2 separate regions of the Anser cygnoides genome follow, and region 2 is linked to region 1. The links are chromatin contacts, called in public Hi-C maps. All regions are on one chromosome and are shown on one strand. Each heading gives the region's core, a stretch centred on a gene start, on an enhancer-like site or on the middle of the called end of the contact. The rest is flanking DNA. Distances are from core to core; before and after follow the strand shown. Region 1 holds the start of FAM110A (family with sequence similarity 110 member A). Region 2 holds the start of LOC106040831 (tyrosine-protein phosphatase non-receptor type substrate 1-like).

Evidence for each region. A called contact is a pair of places that touch in the nucleus more often than the background predicts.
Region 2: a contact with region 1 is called in a Hi-C map of liver, with 2.9 times the contacts expected there. The contact joins the promoter of LOC106040831 here to the promoter of FAM110A in region 1. A contact is called at or near these places in 2 of 7 Hi-C or Micro-C datasets (both in liver).

What each region holds. Positions count from the first base shown.
Region 1 is chr16:1,293,644-1,300,750 of Taihu_goose_T2T_genome, forward strand. It overlaps FAM110A (family with sequence similarity 110 member A), which reads left to right and starts at 3,587. Exons shown (of 2, transcript XM_048074778.2): 1 at 3,587-4,026; 2 at 6,467-7,107. The coding sequence starts at 3,718.
Region 2 is chr16:1,440,304-1,447,410 of Taihu_goose_T2T_genome, forward strand. LOC106040831 (tyrosine-protein phosphatase non-receptor type substrate 1-like) reads left to right here and starts at 3,968. Exons shown (of 9, transcript XM_048074660.2): 1 at 3,968-4,031.

The DNA.
Region 1 (7,107 bases), core at 2,337-4,836:
TCACCTCTCCCTGCCACCGAGCCCAGCTCGCCCCGCGCAGCCTGTTGGGGGCCTTTAAGCTCCAAACCCAGCCCTGGTGGCCAAAGTCCAGCTGTGTCCCCTCCTGCCCTGTCCCTGCCAGCTCGGGGACAGCCCAGCCCCTGTCCTGCCCCTGGGGGTCGCGCTCCCCTCGTGTCCCCGCGTGCTGCCAGGGCCAGCCCCGTGCTCGCCGCCTGCCCGGCCACGATGCCAGGCGCTCCCCGCGGAGCTGCCGCTGTCCCCGCGCACCCTGACTCCGCCGGGTGCCGGTGATTATTCCTGGCCATGACACAGACTTTGCCCTTGTCCCCAGCTGAATGGTGTCCCACCTATTTCGGGCTGCTTCCTGCGGGTGCAAATGTCACCGAGTGACAGCTTCTGCCGCGGCTGGGATCGCTGCAGGGCCACGGGCTGTGCCGGGTGCCTTGGGGACACCGAGCGCGGCCAGCATGCGGCTGTCCCCCCGGGGGTGCCGTGGCCAGGATGTGACTGTCCCACCGGGCACGTGTCATGCACAAACGCTCCTCTGGCACTGCCGCCAGCCCTGCTGACCCTGCGGGACGTGACCGGGCGCTCAGCCATGCCACGAGCCGGCGGATGAGACGCTCACATCACCCGGGAGCTGGCGGGCTGCGGGGGGACAGAGGCCAGCTGGGCTGGGTGGCAGCCTGGCGCTGGCTCGTCCCAGCACCCAGCTCCCCGGGGCGCCTCGCTCCAGCTCTTCCCCCAGCACCCACAGGGTGTCGCTGGGCGAGCGGGCTGCAGCAGGCTGCAGCTGCCTTGTGCAATGCCCTGCCTGTCCCCTGCCTGTCCCCTGCCTGTCCCCTGCCCGTCCCCTGCCTGTCCCCTGCCCGTCCCCTGCCTGCTCTGCCCATGCTCAGCCCCCCTGGGGTCTGCAGCCAGCCCCTGCACCAGGCGCAATCCTGCCCCCACTGTCCCCATGTGGGGTCCAGGAGTGGTGGGGGCCCATGCTTCGGGGTTCCCGGGGTCTCTGGGCCCCGTGTTGGGGGTGGCAGCTCCAGGATGGTGTGGGGGGGCTTGGGCTGGTGCAGCTGAGCCCCCTGCTCCCAGTGGGGACGGCGATTGTCCTGGGTTAATTCGGCAGCACAAAGGAGCCGTGCAGCCTCCGCGAGCCTTTCCCCAGGGCTAATTGGCTTCGTCGCAGGGGCCGGGGGGGCACAAAGGGGGTGACAGGCGTGGGGCTGAGCTCCGCACCGCTGCTCCGTGCCTCTCGCCCAAATCCTGCCGGCACGTGCCGCCTGCCACGCCTGGGGGAGGCTGCCCCCCCCGCCTCGTGTCGTGCAGCAGCTGAGCCCCGGCCCCGGCCCCTCTGCACCCCGGCAGATGCGAGCGAAGGCCCCGGAGGCAGATGGCAACATTTGGTCACCGAGCAGTCTTCCACGGGACTTCACCGGGCTCGGGCAGGCCCACCGGGAAGCCCCTCCGTTTCCCCACGTGTCCCCCATGGGTGCAGGGGCACCGGAGGATGCAGCGGGGTCCCCGGGTGGGCATGGTGGGGAGGAGCAGCCAGGGAGAGTTGGGGCTCTGTCCTTGAGCCCCAGGACCCCCCGCAACCCGGGGACCCCTGGCCCCCCCAGGACATCGGGTGCAACACCACCCAGCAGTGCCCCAGTTTTCCCAGTCCAGGGGCCCAGTTGGATGGGCACCACCGGGGAGCCCGGCCAGGGTGCGGGGACCTGCTGGCGGGTCACTGCCCATGGCCCCTTCCTCCCCTCCATCCTCCTCCTCCTCCTCTCAGCTCCCCGTCGCCATTTGCATCCCATTTCCATGTGAATGGAGCAGGTCAAGTTGAAAGTTGAAAGCTGGCGCGGGCGCCTGGGGAAGGGGCCTCTGCCCGAGGTGAGAGCCCAACAAAAGGGGCCGCATCCCCAGGGCACGGCGCTCGCCAGGCCTCGGCCACGGCCCCGGCCCCGGCCCCGCTGCAGCCGCCCCGCCGCCATCTGCGGGGCCGTGCTGCTGCTCAGACAAAGGCCTCGCACCCGGCACGTCCCCATCTGTCGGGGCCCCCGCACCCGGGCACGGCGCGGCTCCAGCCCCGAGCGTGGCTGCTGTCTGCGGGGACGCGTGCGGGGAGCTGGGCAGAATCCAGCCCTGAGGGTGATGGGCAGCGAGGCCGTGCCCATGGGAGCCCCCCCCTGCCAGCCCCACAGCCCCTGGGAAGCTCCCTGCGCCCACCCTGGGCAGAGCCAGCAGCGGGGAAACTGAGGCAGGGAGCGGGCGGTGGCTCGCACGGGGCTGCTGCGCGATGCTGGGTCCATTTCCCAGCTCCAAAGCTGTTTGCAGGCTCGTCTCGGTGACTGGCTCTAATTAAACGCCAGGAATTAGCACACGCCAGGTGAGTGTGGCAGCGGAAGGAAGGTCCCGTGGGGAGCTGCCAGCGCTGGGGAGGGGCAGGGTGAGCAAAGCCCTCCCCGGATCCAGGGGCTGAGCTGGGCCCCGTGCCAGGGCCCTGCAGCCCCGCGGGGTGATGCCAGGCACCCACAGCCATCTCCACCCAGCTCTTACAGGGAGGATTTGGCCTCTGAGTTCTCTTCTTTTTTTTTTTTTTTTTTTTTTTTTTCTCTTTCATGGCTGCGTTTCACTCCTGGGGGGTCCTGGAAGCTGCACGTGCAGGGACCCAGCCCCGAGCACCCATGGGAGGTGAGCACGGAGCCAGCACCGGCGCCCACCCGCCCCTGCCCCATCCCCGCCTGCTCCAGAGCCACGGGACAGGCGGTGAACGGGGTGCTCAGGGCGTGCTCCTGCGTTGGGCCGCCCTCCCCAAATCCATCCCCGGTTGCCCCCGGGGAGGGCGAGGCAGCGGGGCGCTGTCTGGCTGCAACGCCCTGCTCCCAAAGCACCCGGCGTGCCCGGGCAGCTGCCTGCAGCCGCCTCCTGCAGCCCTCGCGGGTGCTGCTGGCACGGGGGGGGGGGGGGGGGGACGCAGCCCGGCCGCTCGCACCGGGCAGATGCCCACGGCTCTGCCCCCACCTGCGGCACCCGGCGGTGCTTTTCCAGCTGAAACTGTCACGCGGATCCACCTTTATCTGAAAGAATCCCCCAAGCCAAAGGGCAGCTCTGGCGGTTGTTTCCCCAGCTTCGCCCAGCCCTTCTCTCCCGTCGGCTCCTCGCCTTGCTTCCAAGAGCCGTTTGCAAAGCGCCCTGCTGTCCCGGAGCTCCTGCAGCGCCGTGCAGGACGGGCCGAACGCTCAGCCCCTACCCCGAGGAGCTGCGCTTTGCTGCGGGGACACGCCAGGAGCTGCGGTGCCACCGGTCTGGGCGCAGGCCAGCAGCTCCATGTGGCTCCAGGCTCGGTGGCCTTGCTCCGCCGTGTCACCTCCCTCTGCTCCACTGGCTGGGCCGCTTTGTTTGGAGGCACAGAAACGTGCTGGACTTTGGGACTGCGGGGGCCTGGGGCTGGACCTGGGGCCGGTGCGGGCAAGGGGGACCTGTCCCTGCAGAGGCAGCGGGTGCCCGCGCGCTGGGCCAGCCGTGGGGGTTTGGGGAGGGTCCGATCCCCGCCAGGGTGAGGGCAGGGGGTGGCTGGGGACATTTTGGCTTGGGTTGCACAGCTGCGGCGGGGCCCTTCCCTCCTCCCCGACCGAACCACGAGCCCGCTCCTGCATCCACGCTGCCCAACCGGCACTGCCGGCTGCTCTCGGACCGGCGCCGGGACGTCACCGGCCACGGCCACGCTCCATGACGCAGCCGCAATTAAAGCGTGGCCTGGCGTGGAGGAAAGCCCCGTGCCTCTGCGTGCACGCTGGCAAGGAGAGGTGTTTTCAATCCCTTCAGAGCACCGGGCTGCCTCGGAGGGCGTCTTCTCCCAGCGGTGACTCAGAGGGAGCCGTGAGCCGCCCCGCCGCGGGCAGACCCGTTCCAGTGCCCCACGAGCCCTGCAGGGAGCAGGGGAGGCCACGGTGCGGGGAGGCTGCAGGCACGGGGCCACCGAGCCACCACGGGACAAGCACGGGCCGGGGAGGCTCCAGCAGCGCAGGGCAGATCCAGGTAGGTGGTGGAGGTGGTGCCGTCCCGTGCCGGTCCCGTGCCGGCAACACGGGGCTGGGTCACCGTGGCTGGGCATTACCTGGGCACAAGATCGGTGGCCAGCCTCGGGGCCTGGGTGGCCACGCTCCGTTCGGGCTCGGGGCAGGCAAAAACCTGGCTTCGTTTTCCGGGCTGTTTGGAGGACGGCTCGGCTCCGCTCGGGGTGGCCGTGCCAGGCTGGCGGCTCCCCATCGCCAGGAATGCGGAGCAGCAGGTCGTGCCCGGCCAGGCTGTCCTTGCCGGCACGGAAAGGGGAGCCCATGGTGGGCACGGCTGGCTGTGGTGGGGAGCCAGGCCCTGCGTGCTCGTCCCTTCACCCATCGGGTGCTCCCCAGGGAGCTCTCCCCGTGCCTGGCACAGGTTGCAGGGCAGCAGGGGTGGCTGCTGGCAGGGTGCTGCCGTGGGGTGCGGGACACGAGGGGTGCTGCTGCACGGGCACCCCGCTGACAGCTGCTCCCCGCACCCCGGAAAGCACCCAGAGGGGGTGAGTCAGGCTCTCGTGTCCCTTCTCCATCAGGTCTGGGTGACGCAGGGCCTCGGGGGAGGCTGGCGGTGATTTCCTCCCAGCGGGGCCGGCTGCAGCGGGGTTTGCCCCTGGGCATCCCCCCTCCGGGCTTCAGTGCCCCCGGTCCCTGCAATTAGCGCTGCTTTGCCATGGGGCGTGTGGGCAGGGCTCCAGCCGGGGGGGGGGGGGCCCTGCCTGTCCCTGTCCCTGCCCAGCGAGGATTTTGGTGCCCTGTGCTGCTGGGGAGGAGCGCTGGGCTCCCCGTGGAGGGGTGCAGAAAGCCACCCCCGGCTCTGTGCTGGCACCGGGACTGTCCCCAGCTGCCCACATGCCTGCCTGACCCCCACAGACGCTTCCTGGGTCAGGCAGCGATGTCCCCACTGGGGCAGGAGATGGGGACGCGGGCAAGCAGTGTCCCCCCTGGGGCAGGAAATGGGGACAGGAACAGGGACAGGGACACCCAGCCTCCCCTGGCTGCTCACCTGTAGCGGCGCATCCCATGGATGCACCAGGGACCCCAGCGGGGCCGGGGGGGGGGGGGGGGGTCAGGCTGGTGGGCACGGGCTGGCGGGCACCGCGGGGCCGTGGGGCTTTGGGGCCAGCTCCTGCGGCCCGCAGCCGCCGTGCCGTGGGCTGTACCCAGGAAGTTGTGCAAGCGGGTGAGCGGCCACAGGTGAGGCAGCCAGCTTGGGGCCGCTGTGGGAGGAGGAAGTGGGGCCGCGCTGGCCCCGCTGTGCCCCCCGCTGCACTGGTGAGTGCCTGGGCTCGCCCACAGATCCCCCGGGCTTGCCCGTGCCCCAAACCAGGCAGTGCGGGGCTGGGGGGGGGGGGCTCAGTGTCGGGGGGGGGGGTGCAGCCACCCTGGTGCTCGGCAGGGCTGGAGCATTGCCTGGGGAGGCGGGTGGCAGAGCCCCAGATTGTGGGTGGGGGGATCCTGGGGGCTTCTCGGAGCGGCTGGGGAAGGGTTGGATGGCGCCAGGGCTGCTCGTGGCACCGGGGTGGGAGGGCTGGGGGGGGGGCACGGGACAGGCTGGGCCCCCCCCTGTGGGCGGGCAGCTGCCTCAGCGCGACCGTTGGGGCAGGCGGCTGCTTGCTGTGCCTGGCGGGCTCCCAAGGGTGCGGGGTTCACGGGCCTCCAGCGCGGCTGCTGGCAGGGGAAACACGGCTGGGAACCCCCCTGGGCTTTTGGGGGGGGGCTCACGGTGGAAGCACAATGCTTGGGAGCAGCCCAGCACCAGCGTGCTGCGTCCCGGGACCCCCACGCACTGCCCTCGTTCCCCATCCACTGCTGCAGATAGCAGGGGGGGTCTGCTCCACCCCCCCCCCCAGGTCTCCTTGCTCCCCATGGCGCCCCTCTCCAAAAGGAGATGGGGGGGTGGGGGGGCAAGCTGCAGGCAGGGGGGCTCTGCACTAAACCTGCAAGGGGGCCGAGCACCGGGGGAGCTGCAAAGAGCGGGGACCCCCAGTTTCCCAGCCCGGTGGGGTGGTGGGCGCAGGGGGCCGGCGGTGCCCCCCGGCACGGTGATGCACCCCTGGCACGGTGATGCACCCCAGCACGGCCATCGCCGAGGGTCCGCAGCCGCTTCACCCCCCGTGCTCCCTTCCGGGGCTCCCCTGGTGCCGATGTCGGGGTGCCCTCCCCGCGGCCCCATTGGCCATGGTGCCGTTTGAAGCAGGCTTTGCTCCGCGGATTGGCCGGGCTTCGTTTCGGGGACGGCTGCCGGAGGCGTGGTCCCTGCCTTGAAATAGGAAGCTCGGCGCAGCCGGAGCAGACAGCGCGGCACCGCACAGCCCCGCGCAGCCGCTCGGGCCTTTGTCTGCCCGCGGGGCCCCGGGCGTGGGCAGGCAGCGCCCGCCGCCCCACCGACACCCCTCACCCTGGTCCCTTCCTTGCAGCCCGCGGCGCGTGCCCTCCGCGCCCCCCTCGCCACGCCGTCCGCCCGGACGATGCCCGTCGAGGCGCTGAACGCCGGCGATGCCATGAAGGGGGCGGCGGTGACGGCGCCCTTCACCTCGGCCATGCCCATCCGCATCCTCAACAAGGGCCCCGAGTATTTCCGACGGCGCGTGGAGCCGGGCGCGCGGAAACCCAGCGCCGTGGAGAGGCTGGAGGCCGACAAGGCCAAGTACGTGAAGAGCCAGCAGGTCGCCAGCACCAAGCAGGACCCGGTGAAGCCGCCGCTGCTCAAGCAGCCCCTCTTCGCTCCGGGCGTGCGCCGGGCCATGCTCACCCCGAGCCGTAAGACGCCGCCGGGACCACGCCGTTCGGAGGCCAGCGGGACGAAGACCTCCCTCAACCTGGAGATCCTCAACAACCTCATCAACATCTGCGACAGCCCCTTCCCCAAGGCGGAGAGCCCGCGGGGCCGGGAGTGGCAGTGCAAGGCGGAGGCGCCGGGCGCCGGGGCGGAGGGGGCTGGCAAGGCACCGGAGAGCCCCGCCGCCCCCAAGCCCTCCGGCACCGTGGCCGTGCGCAGGGTGGACGTGCGGCCCTGCGGGGCTCTGCCCGCCAGGGTGTCCCCCGCCGGCCAGGTGAC
Region 2 (7,107 bases), core at 2,718-5,217, 150 kb after region 1:
GGAAAAGATCCCGGGGCTGCTGCTTAGACTGGGGAGATGCTTTTGGGTCACCCACGGTGAGGGCAGGGTGAGGGGGGGACCCCAGGCTCCGGCTCCTCCCGGCACAGAGCGACCTTAAAGCTCGGCCGTGCTTGGCCACGGCCGCGGTGCTGGCAGCGCCCCGAGCCCAGCACAAGTGCCCCTCTCAGGAGAAGTGCAAGGGGAAGAAAAAAATATTTAGGGAGGCAGGAGAGCTGCGGGAGGCAGCCAAGGCACAGGCTGAAAGCGCTTTCTCAGTGGCAGCGGCCACCCTGGCCCGGCTGCTCTTGGCCGTGGATGTGCCCGGGGGTGCTGCCAGCCCCCAGGGGCCGTGCCGGCGCCGGCAGCTCCTGGCACGGTGCGGGTGGACGAGACGAGCCCGGCGGCGCCTGGGCCCAGGGATGCACCCGGAGCCCCGTGGGCAGGATGCGGCCCCGCAGGGCCCTCGGTGGGGAGCGCGGCCCTGCTGGGGCTGGGGGCGCGGGGCGGGCGGCGCGGCAGGGTAAAAGCAACGCACCCCGTAAAATAATTGCTTCTGACAGATCCGTTTCTTCCACGAGGCTCGGGCTTAATTTTATAATGGTATCAGTAACCATGGCAACGTGTAAAAATAACGTCTCCCCGAGCAAGGCGAATTCCCCGTAAACATCGCCCGTTTCCAGGAGCAAGGGGAGCGCGGACGGGGGACTCCTGGCCCTGGGGCTGGCACAGCCTCGCCTGGCCGCCACCACCACCACCACCACCGTGCTCCCATGGGTGGCAGCACCCCGGGGCCCACCGGTGCTCGCGGCCCTGCTCCGGCCACACCAGCACCCGGCCTCCCTCCGCCTTCACCCCAGCGCCCGGCTGCTGGGACAGGTTCAGTGTTTGGGTGAGGATTCACTCGCTGACTAATTAACGGTGTTAACTGCTTACGCCTCTTGGTGATGATTTCATTTGCTAATCCTTCGGGCTACCCGGAGCTCACAGCGGCTAATTGGGTGGATGTCATTAACGCTCGCGGTCAGGAGCGGCTGCTGAAGGGCTGCGCTGCGATAAGCGCTGGAGCGTTTCGTTGGTGCCGGACGCAAGCGGATTTCGCTCCCCAGGACTGAGCTCGGTGCCCTGGTGCTGGTGAGGTCCCTCCTGCCCCCACGGCAGGGTGAGGGCCCAAAGGTGCTGAGCGGAGCGAGGGCCCAATGGTGCTGAGCGGAGCGAGGGCCCAAAGATGCTGAGTGGGGTGAGGGCCCAAAGGTGCTGAGCAGGCCAGACCACGCAAGGCCCAGACCCTGCATTAGCACCGGGCCAGGGTTTGCATCCACAGCCCTGTCCTGCAGCTGTCATGGCTGCCTGTGCACACACGCTTCACACACGCACAGCCCTCACACCCTCACGTGCAACGCACGTGCTCCTGCCCTCAGCCCTCAGCTGCCCTGTCGTGTGCCTCGGTGCTGAGCTCTGGGCAGGATGGCGGTGCTGTGCAGCTCCCACTGGCAGCTCCTGCCTCGGACCCACAGGACCAGCGCAGGCACCAGGAGCACGGGTGGGCCTTGCAGAGCTGGAATTGATCCCGGTGCTTTTGGTTGCCCTTTGGCTTCGAAACAACAACAACAAAAAGTTAAAAAGAAAAAAAAAAAGAAAAAAAAGAAAAAAAAAAAAAAAAAAAGAAAAAAAAAAAAAAAAGAAAAAAAAGAAAAAAAAAGAAAAAAAAAAAGAAGAAGAAAAAAAAAGGAGACAAAACAATCCAAAATGCTTGCAGCAGCACGGATGTGCCCGATCTCTCTGGGGCCAAAGCAAACAGCCCCAAGCTCCGGCACACGGCCCCCGAGCTGCGAGGCTGCTGCGGGGGCAGCGACCGCGGGGACGTTGACCGTGGGGACATCGACCACGGGGCCACCGGTGCCAGGGCTGGTGGCGGCGCTGGCAGTGCCAGGGGCTGGTCGAGCACCAGCGGGGGGTGCAAGCAGGGGCAGCCCCGCTCAGGGCTGGGCCCAGCCGTTTCGGGCAGGCACAACGCCATCCATCCCGGCTGCGGAGCGGTTTCCATCTCCACCGCGATGCGGTGGATGTGGCGGGCTCACAAATAACCTCCGAGCAAGCTCCGTTATCTCTTGGCACCCTTCTAACAGCACCCGGTAACACGCCGGGGGGTCACAGCGGGCCTCCAGCCCCCACCAGCTCCCCATCATGGCCTGCCATGGGGCCGGAGCTGCTCCCCTAAACCTCCACCAGCACAAATCCGCCACCAAGCCCAGTTTCAAGTCCTGCAGCAGTCCCGGCACCTCCAGTGAGAGCTCTGACGAGCAGGAAGCGATGGGCTGAGATAGCCTAATGTGATAAATCCCCCGGCGTTAGCATTTTTATTTTCATCTGCAGCTGCTGCGGGACTTTGTCGGGCAGCCCGGCCAGCAACGAGTTACAGCAGCCGTGCCTGGGAGCGCGCTGAGCATTATCTGCTATTGCAGCCCTGGATGCGCTTTCATGATAACCATTTGCAATCAACAAAGAACTTTGAGAGGATACAGAAACAAAAAAGGCAGAAGAAAATCAAGATAATAATGCTCCTCCCTTGGCCGGATCCTCACCCTGTCGCAGATATTGTGATGCCAAAGGGCGACCGAGGTCTTCTCCAGCATCGCTCCAAGGGGCAGTGGGCTCAAGGACCCCCAATGTCCCCACGGGCACCCCATCTGCACCCCGTCCTCCCACCCGCAGCACCCAGGAGCCTTCGGCCTCAGGGCTGCCCCCCTCTGCCATCCCCAGGGGGTCGCAGGGCCGAGCAGCCCTGGATGCAGACAACCCCCCCACCATCTTTCCATGCCCACCGTGGGTGTCCCCCACCACCCCTGAGCTTTGCAGCCGAGGGGTGAAGGATTGGGCCCCCCCTGTGCCCTCCCGGTGAGCTGCCCTGGCTTCACGGGGTGCAGGCAGGGCTCCGTGGGATCGCAGCACCCACAGCCGGCGAGCAAAACTTCCTCCAGAGCAAGGGGCAGGATCCTGCCCGCAACCGAGCACGGCCGAGGGCTCACGGCAGCCAACCAGGCAGCGAGTGCCGGCCCTGCCAGGTCCCTCCCCGCCGCCTGCAGCCTGTTTTTCCCACCGTGTCAGCATTTCCACCCCGAACCCTGTGTCCCTCTGTCCAGCTCCCAGCCCTATCGCCTCCAGGTCCGGCCGGGGCGGGCTGCCAGGCCAGGCACAGGATATAAAACCACCTTTCCTGCTGTGACACAGCCTGGCAGGAATTCCCCGTAGGAAACGTGCAGGGCTGCGTTAAGGACGCCCGGCGGAGTTACCCTGCTCTAGCACCCACTGGGTGCTGCTGCAGAGCCAGAGCATCCCACGGGGACTGCATTGCCTTGGAGTGGGTGAGCCACGGCACGGCGCTGGGGCACGGGAGCACTGCTCCCCCTGCTCGCAGCCACTCCGCATGGGGTGAGGGTGAATAAATCCCACAAACGCTCTCAGAGCATCGCTCCCAGCGCCGCCATCCCTCCCTCCCTCTTTCTCCCCGCGCAGAGAGCAGCACGAATCAATCAGAGTTAAACTGGTCCATAAATGTCATTTTCTGGGCTTCAAGGGCACCACCTGATCCTGGCAAAGCGCTCGAGCACCACTACAATTAAGTGGGCTGTGATGAGAAACGTGCCCCGGCCCCGCTGGGCTGCGAGGGCGCTCGCCCCCGGCACCACCGGCACCGCCACGGCCCCTCGGCGCAGGGAGCTCGGGCGAGCGGCTGCGACGTCCCAGCCGAGCCCTAAATCACGCCGTAAAAGCCTGACCAAAGCCATAGCAGCTCCTGCGAGGCCCCCGAGCTGCTTTTTGGGCACAGCTGGACTCTCGGCACCGTGTCGGGAGGAAGCCACCCCTGGCCTGCCGTCCTCCGGCCACCGCAGCTGCTCCCGGGGCCCTGACGAGGCACCTGCAGCTCATTGCCCCCGGCATAAAGGGGGTGCCTGGGGGCTCTCCTCTCCCTTTTCGCAGCGGTGTGGTGCTGGTGGTGGGTGCTGCGGCAGGAGCATGCGGTGAGCAGGCAGGTACGGTGCCCCCTCGTCCCTTATATGATGTTTGCGGGGCCGGGGTGCTCCCCTACCGCTTCTGCTGCCTTTGTCCCTTCCCCGTGGTCCAGCTCAGCTGGGTCTGTGTCCGTGCTGCTCCCTGCAAGCAGGCTGAAGGTCGCTTCTTTCCACCCCTGTGTTAGCATATTGCTCGTTAGAAGTTAACATCAGATAAACTAATTTAAGCTCTTTCTGTACTGGATGTCTTGGACTAAGTTGGCATGGTACCTAATGAAGCTGAAGCTCCATTTGTTGTGCTGGAAGCCCTAAATATCAGCGGTGTAATTGGAGCTACCTACTTTAGAAGCCATTTGTGTGTTTTTCTCTGAGCTGGAAGCCCTGGGAGGGTGCTGGATCCGAAGCTCAGGGGGTGGTGGGGGGAGGCAGGGGGTCTGCAGGACGTGCGCCCCCACCTTGTGGGCTGGAAGGGGCTCGACTTTTGGGGCTGGAGCTGGAGGACAGCGGGGCTGAGCGTGCTGCGGGGTGGCTGAGCGCCTCGCTCTGCTGCAGGAGCATGAGGCAGTGTCGTGACGTGGTCGGGTGGTCGTAGGGCTGGCGTGGGCAGGGATGTGATGGGGCAGGGGGTCCCTGCAAACCTGAGCGCCTTGCTGGGGGGAGCCGTGTGTGCGTTATCGGTGGTTGTCACCTGCCTGGGGACAGCTGTGAGCCCACACCCTGCTGCTGGATGTTTGCTCGAGGTGTTTCTAATGGTCTGCTGCCACCTCCATCGTCAGTGAAGCGAGGCTCTCTACCAGCCCGTGTTTCCCACTGGAGGGTGGGAACTAAAACCTCTCCCATCCCGGTCACCTTTGAATTCCCCTCCAGCCAGGCGAGCTGCTGCGGTGCAGACAGGGCAGAGGGGATCAGAGAGGCTGCCGATGAGGGGATGAAAGAGCCTGGGCAAAACCAGTGCTGCGAGACCTCTGTCTGGGACTGCCCCAGTGAGGCTGGGACTGCCCTGTTGGGTGCTGCTGGGCTCTGATTCACGGATCTGCCCCAAACCCTCCCCGCGAGGTGCTGCCGCCCGGTGCCTCGAAGCCCCCAGAAGAGCACCGATCCCCCAAAAGCCCTGCTGAAACCCTTCCCCAGCCCTCCACCCAGCTCCGAGATGGGATGCCGGAGCAGGGGCTTTGCCTGGAGGCACGCAGGCGCTGCGGGTGCTCGCGTGGGTGCTGGAGCAGACGGAGCCGCGCGTGACGGCGTCGTGCCTCCGAAACGCCGCGCTCCCGCTTCTCTCCCCTCGCTGCGGGGCGGGGGCTGCTCGCCCCGGGGCGGCTCCTTCCAGGCCCCCCAGCACCGAGCGGAGGGGCCGTGGGCAGGAGGAGGGGGGCAGCGCAGCCTGCCCATATGCTCCCTAATGGGGAGCACTAGCAGCTCTTCCCGGGAAGCTCGCGCTGCGCCATCTGCTCTGCCTCGGTACCTTCTTCTCGCAGAGCTTTTTTTAAGCCCTAACTTTCCTTCCCCAGCGCTCCGTGGCGGCGGCTGCCTGCGCGCGGGCTGTCTGCGCCCTGCAGTCGCCTCCCGGCAGGTTGTCTGAACCCTCGGCGCTGAGCGGGAGAACAGCCCAGCCGGGCTGAAACCCACCAGGCCTCCAGGAGCTGGGCTGCTGCTTAAAAATAACCAGGGAAGCACAAAAGGGCCGCGGTGTGTCCCGCCAGCACCTTCCCCCTCGCTGGGTGCCCGCTCGCCCAAGGGTGCCCGCTCCCAGGCGCGGGCCGGGAGGGATGCGTGGTGCCGCTGGGTTTCCACAAACCGCAGCTAACCCCGTGTCCTCTCCCCGTGCAAAGCAATTATTTATCCCCACGCCTCGCTGCCTGTGCAGCAAGCCAAAAGGCCAAACCAAATGGCTCCTCCGGGCCCTTGCTGCTCGCTCACGTGCTCGCCAGATGTGGGAAGGGGAAATAAAAGCAGCAGCTGCCCTGGGCTCCTGGGGACAGCAGTGTGGCCACGTGTTATTTCTCCTGGGCTCCCTGGGAATTGCAGTGGCCAGAGCAAAGGAGCGCAGCCCCCAGCTGCTCCAGGGGGCGGGGGGGGTGTCCCTGGGGGTGCAGCGCAGCCACCCTGGGGTCTGTCCAGGCTCCCAATCGAGTGAGTTAAATTAGGGCTGGATGCAACATGTGGGCGTAGCTGTACCCGGCAGGGCCGACGGGGAGGCTCGCAGCGACAGGGACGAGAACGCGCCTGGGCTGAGACGTGCGCAGATTGACGGTGCCAAGTCGCTTAAGCTGTCTTTGCTGTTTGTTTATGTGAAGCTCTAAATAAAGCTGACAGCCCCAGCGGCTGCCGGGGAAGGAGGCAGGAGCTGGTGCCTGTAGTGGTCCCGGCACAGCCCCGGCTCCTGCCCTCGGGTCGAGCCTGGTGTGGGAGAGCCCTTGGCTGTGATGGGTGCCGCTGGCGGTGCCGCGGTGTGGGTGGGTGCTGCTGCGGTGCTGGGGCTGGGTGCTGCTGCTCAGCTCCTGTCTGCAGAGCTCCTACCTGTCCCGCGGGGACCAAGGTGGTTTCAGGACCTGCTGCGGCTCCTGCTTGGAGCTGCCAGTGTCGTGTGTGGCCGCCCAGGGTGCTGGGGACCGAGCTGGTCCCCGGCCTTGCCGAAGCGCCCACGGGTGCTGGGAGAAGCTGCGGCAGGAGCAGGCTGTGGAGGACGTGTCCTTGTGCCTCCCCTGGGAGGGATTCTGTGTCTGGGAGAAGCAGGGAGCTGCAGGGCGGTGCGGGGACACGCATCCTGGGGACGCTCACGTCCAGGCGCCCTCTTCCTTTGCTCCCTCCCTTGTCTCCATTTTTCCCATCGCTGCCGCTCCGTCCTCAGGCTCCCATCCCCTCCCCATCAGCTGCGCTCATCCTGCTCAGCCCCTTGCCCCGCCGAGGGCACGTGGGGGGGCTGTCCCGCTGTTCCCAGGAGCCCTGAAGCGGGGATGGGTGCAGGCATCTCCAGCAGGGTCCCCATCCCGACCCCAATGCGCCGAGCTCCGCGTGGCACCTCCGGACACCCACTCGGGCACCTGCAGCGGGTCCTGTGCAGCCCCCTTGGGAGCCCCCAGACCCCTCGCGCAGCCCC